Linked DNA regions of Rattus norvegicus: region 2 is linked to region 1. A link is a contact called in public HiChIP or PLAC-seq data. All regions are on one chromosome and are shown on one strand. The core of a region is the stretch at or near the end of the contact, and the rest is flanking DNA. Distances in the headings are between cores, read along the strand shown. Region 1 holds the start of Yars1 (tyrosyl-tRNA synthetase 1). Region 2 holds the start of Rbbp4 (RB binding protein 4, chromatin remodeling factor).

What was found. HiChIP or PLAC-seq counts read pairs in DNA pulled down with a chosen protein or histone mark.
Region 2: an H3K27ac HiChIP or PLAC-seq map of oligodendrocytes shows a contact between it and region 1, with 7 times the contacts expected there. The contact joins the promoter of Rbbp4 here to the promoter of Yars1 in region 1. A contact is called at or near these places in 1 of 12 Hi-C or Micro-C datasets (the A7r5 cell line) and 1 of 1 datasets of contacts at active chromatin or transcription factors (oligodendrocytes).

The regions. Positions count from the first base shown.
Region 1 is chr5:146,818,890-146,821,436 of GRCr8, forward strand. It overlaps Yars1 (tyrosyl-tRNA synthetase 1), which reads left to right and starts at 1,274. Exons shown (of 13, transcript NM_001025696.1): 1 at 1,274-1,478. The coding sequence starts at 1,314. It overlaps S100pbp (S100P binding protein), which reads right to left and starts at 933. Exons shown (of 7, transcript NM_001134628.1): 1 at 814-933.
Region 2 is chr5:146,958,219-146,960,765 of GRCr8, forward strand. Rbbp4 (RB binding protein 4, chromatin remodeling factor) reads right to left here and starts at 1,283. Exons shown (of 12, transcript NM_001107912.2): 1 at 1,261-1,283; 2 at 552-699. The coding sequence starts at 1,276. It overlaps Zbtb8os (zinc finger and BTB domain containing 8 opposite strand), which reads left to right and starts at 1,988. Exons shown (of 7, transcript NM_001399489.1): 1 at 1,988-2,158. The coding sequence starts at 2,062.

The DNA of each region.
Region 1 (2,547 bases), core at 24-2,523:
CTGTGCTAACAGCAAACACTGTAAAATGGAAAGACAACCCCGTCTGGAAATCTCTGCTTTAGGTAACAATTCCTCCAGACCAGGGAGCCAAAAATCCCACACAGGCCCAGGCAGCAGATTTTTCTAAACTGAAGCAACAGGTTTCTTTTCTAAGAATAGTCTATTAAAGCCTGGGGCTCCTAACAACCACGGGGAGAAAAAAATGAAAAATGAAGGCAGCGGGTGAACTACGTCCTCATTTGGTGGCCCTCTTCAGGGCTTATGCTGAGATGTCTGTAGAATTCCCTGCGGCCCTGGATGGCCCAGGGATGCCTTTCAAGGATGCCGCGGGCCTCCCCCTCAGGAACGCTGCCCGCCGCGCCCAGGGTCTTTGCACTTCCCTCCTCCCACTCGGGAGAGCGAGTTCTCGCCTCCCCGCGGATAGCGGGAGAAGCGCGAGTTTCCTCCGTGCCCCTCCCCCCCAAGGGGCGACACAGGTCCCCGCCGGCTCCACCAGTGCACCCAACCTCAGGGGGACAGCCGCCGACAGCCACACCTCAGCAGGCTGCGGCCCGCTGTCGCCCGGAGTGGGTCGCCCTCTCCCGCCACGACGCACCGCGGGAAGCCCGCCATCCCCGCTCTCCCTAGCGACATCACCCTCCCGTGGCGAGGGCACTGGGAGAGAAAGACCCCCTTCCCCCACTGGCGAGGCCGGCGGACCTCGCACGCAGCCCGAGGACCTGACAGCTCCCTTCTCCTCAGCAGGATGAGGGGCGTCACTCGCCCACGGACGTGGAGGTGGGGGGCAGGGACAACCTCCCCGCCCGCCATCACCTCAGGAGGGAGAATCAGCCCTTCCCTCAGCGAGACGAGCTTCCCTGCTCCTCACGGGGGAAGACGACGTACGCGGCCCTGTGAAGAAGCAACAGGCGCCCCCGACCCCTAGCCTAGACGACGGACGCCGACCCCTCGTCCCTCCCGCTCTTCACCTCCGGAAGCCGGGCCAAAGCCTGGGCGAGCGGCAGCACCTCACTCCGCCCCCTGCGCCATTTTATCGCCCCCTTCACGACCTCCCCCACCCCGAGGCAGCGGGGCCAACACCAGGGGGAGGGCAAGCAAACAGTGATTGGCAGGAAACCGCCCCGCCCCTGAGAGGGTTGTGTCCTGGGCAGCCTTCCTAACCCCGCCTCCCATCCCACCTACACTGTTTTTTCTGGCTCCGCCCCTTCCTGTTTCATCGATTCTTTCGGCTCTCTGCTGCTCCTGACTCGGGGCTACTCGCGGGGATGAGGGAGAGGATCTAGGCCTATCAAGCGGAGCTACGAGCTCAGCTGATGCAACCTGACGGGACTAGCGTGACAGTTCCCGGCACGCGGAGACGGCGGCGAACGAGGAAAGGGCGCGGGTGCCGGCTGAGCGCGGGAAACCGAGAGAGCGGAGCCATGGGGGATGCTCCAAGCCCTGAGGAGAAGCTACACCTTATCACCCGGAACCTGCAGGTCGGGCCTTGGGGTTGGGATGCACCGTTGGGTACTGATTTCCGTGATTCCCGAGACCGATCCTTAAATGTGAGGAGCCGCGGTCTCCGTCCCTGGGCGGCTCTAAGGCCCTCTCTGCTAGTTGATCACTAAGTCAGTCAAGCACCCATTCTCAGGGTGCAAAAGAAACTACAACGGGCTCACTCTGTGTACCCTTATCTTGTACTATAGTCATTCTGGGGCTGGGAACCTCATATTACCCATCCTATTACATTCCGGGAACATTGCTAGACTCTAGGGAATCAGGGCCATGTTCTTTCTCCAAGAAGTCTGATTTACTTGGAGTAGAGGGAGCACAGTGCTACCCAGCCACCATAGTGTTCATTACTTCACCTTCCTGCCTTCTCTGAGCCATCTCTTCAGCCAGCCCGCTCGCTCCCATTACTTTTCAGAACTCAGGTCATAGGAACTTTCTGAGAAAGGCCTTCCTTAAGCATTAAAAAAAAAAAAAAAAAAAAAAAAAACCTCCCTACCAGAGCTGTCTCCATCCCTGTCTGCTGGGCCTCAGATGTACCTCCACAGAACCTATCGCTGTCTCTGATTTGTGCTTTTAGGAGAGGCAGGTAGAAGCCAAGTCATGAGGCCTTGTAAACTTTGTTTTACAAGCCAGATAAAGACTGGACTAGAATTAAGCTAAAGGCGGTTGTCCCACCAAGCTTTTTAATTTACCTATCCTGGGTGTGCTGGTACATGCTACCTGTAATCTCAATATCTGAGAGTCAGAGACAGGGGGATAACTGCAACTTGGAAACCAGCCCTGTTCACATAATGAGTTCCTGGCTAGGTAGAGCTCTATACGAAGACCCTGGCTCTAAGACCGTTCACCTCTTTGAAGGGTACATTTTAGTCAGTTCTTGTATATTCACAAGGTTAAAGTTCTAGAATGTTTCTATTCCCAAGCCTCCCCCCAGAGTGATGTGAACCAACCGGAGCATGGTGGCACATGCCTGTAATCTCAGCTGTCGGGAGTGGAAGCAGGAAGATCCAGAATTGAAGGCCACTTTCGGTTACGTAGCTGAATTCAAACTCA
Region 2 (2,547 bases), core at 33-2,532, 140 kb after region 1:
CCCAACCTTCTGTGCTGTCTTCGATCAAAGTTCTTGCCAGTAGGTGCTCAATCACTAAACAGTACAACCCCCAGCCCTCTTGGCCTTACCTATCTACTTACTGAAAACCTCACACATTACTGCTGAAAACACCTGCCCCCCACTTCAGCTAGGCAGATACGAGATTTATCTTACTATTTAAGAACCTGGCTATCATAAATGTCGAGAAATCACACGTTTGGTTGAATAAACAACCCAGAATACCTTCTGGAAACTGTCAAGCTTTATATTACATGACCAACCCCAGTTATAAGGATGGCTATTCAACTCACTGCCGAGGGAAAAACAAAAACACAACAACAACAACAACAACAACAACAACAAAAATGCATGTTTTCTCTTGCAGGATAAATTACAAAATAATCTTATGCTCTCGACCTTAGTTTTTAGTCGAGGAAAATAAATACGACCCATAGGCTCTGATTATGCCCCCCTACCCCTAGAGTGACAGGAGGAAAAAAAGAAAACAAAGATATCAACTACCAAAGTAATATTCAAGATATTCTCGTCACCTGGTCACATCTGGAAGCCACTGGGCAGTTAGGCTGGGCCACTCCAGGGCATGGGTCATCACCAAATCATAAAGAAATGGGGTGTTCTTCTTCCATATCTTGTACTCCTCGTTGATCACACGTTCTTCCACCGCGTCGTCAAAGGCCGCTAAAACGTTTTTAAAAAACAAGTTAAGTTAGCAAACACAAACGGAAAGCGAACAAACCTCTCCAAAGCCACCGGCGCGGCGCCCGGGTTCTGACAACGAAATGGAGATTCGTCTTAATCTCCTAGGTCGCAGGCACTAATGCCGTTCTCGGCCGCCACGGGCCGGAAGTCCTAGGGCCACCCAGCCGGACACTCCGTTACTCCTTTGGGGCGATGCTGTCCAACCTCGAAGCACGGTGGCGCGCGCCAAGTCCACGAAACCCAGGAGGAGGCCTGCGCATCGAGCCCGGGGCTGGGGAGCGACGCCCCGAGTCCCGACAGGCAGAGGGGTTGGCAGGGAACGTCGTACTCGCCTAGGCCCGAGACCTGGCGTCGCCGGGCATCCGCTCCGGAGGAGCCGGCGCGCCGTTAGCCCGCCCGGCTGGGAGCTCATTCCTCAGGCCGGAGTTACTGGGACTAGGCTCGCCAGAGTCGGGCCTTCTCTCCGTCTTAGGCCGCGTAACAGGCCACGACACAGCCCCGAAACCCAGCACCCTCCCGAGCCGGCCTCGGCACACTCACCTTCCTTGTCAGCCATGGCGGCAGGAGAGCCGGGAGGGGTTGGGGGATCCCGGGGTCGTGCGTTGCAGGAGGGGCGGGGAGGCTACGAGCGCTCGCTCCGCGCGCGCGGCCTCTATTGTTTCCTGCGGCCCGTGCGTGGGGGGCCGGCTCGCGTGCCTTCGCGCCAACACTGGCCAATGAGGAAGCGCGGGTCGGAGGGGTGGGCGGAGCATCTGTGTCGCGGCCTATGGAGACGCTCAAGAGTCGCTTTCCGCGGGTCGAGGCGCGCGCTCCGCCCCTTCCCCCCCCCACTACGGTCCAGAGGCTTCCACGGATTGCGCGCGCGCCCCGCCTGCCCGGACTATTCCCGTGCAGATCACGTGATCCCTTCCCCTCTCCCTTCGCCCCACACAAGCTCATGCGCAGCCAGCTCCTAAGAGGGCCGTTATGCTAACAACACCTTCAGGGTAGAAAAAAAAAATTGAAGTGTTTCCGGGTCTAGTTAGCAACCCCGAAGGCCAGACGAGGAGAAAACGCATCACTGTCTAGATTTACAGGTGCCTAATTTAGCTTACTCCCTCAGCTTTGAGAATACTAGTCGCAGTGAGTGTGGAAATAGGGTGCCGCTCTCTAAAACATGCTATAAAATCGGGAGGACCTAGACTGGAAGTCGCAAGCGGCAATATCCTTCCGCGAGCTCCCAGAATGGAGTCCTGGTCCTTTTAGACCAGCTGCCAAGGGGTGGGGTGTAGAGCGGAAGTTATGGCGCAGGGCCGAAGTCTGGCTGATGAAGGGCGGAAGTAGAGTTCCAAATCTGCAATCATGGCTCAAGAAGAGGAAGATGTTAGAGATTACAATTTGACGGAGGAGCAGAAGGCGATCAAGAACAAGTATCCTCCAGTCAATCGAAAGTATGAATGTGAGTAGGTGGCTCACATCTGTGACATTCGGACAACCTCGGCTGCCTACCTGCAGCTTCCTGCCTCACCCATTTCTTTGCCCCACAGGTGCTCTGGCATAATCACAGTGTGCCCCTCATTGTACCTAATTTAGGGGGAAAGTGAAGAAAAAGATCGCCATACTAGAGAATGAAGAAACCTGAGGCCCTACCTGCCCCAAACATTCTCCTAAAAGTCCTCGTGTGCCTGAATCACACTTAACTTTGCGGGTATAGTTCAGTGGTGTAGTAGCGTTTACCATTATAAATTATACTTGTGGGCTAGTTGTATTTTTAAGTGTTTTCTGGGTTATCCTCGAGTTTTCCCAGTAGTGGAATAGTATGAGCATGTTAGAGTAATCGAGAGAGAC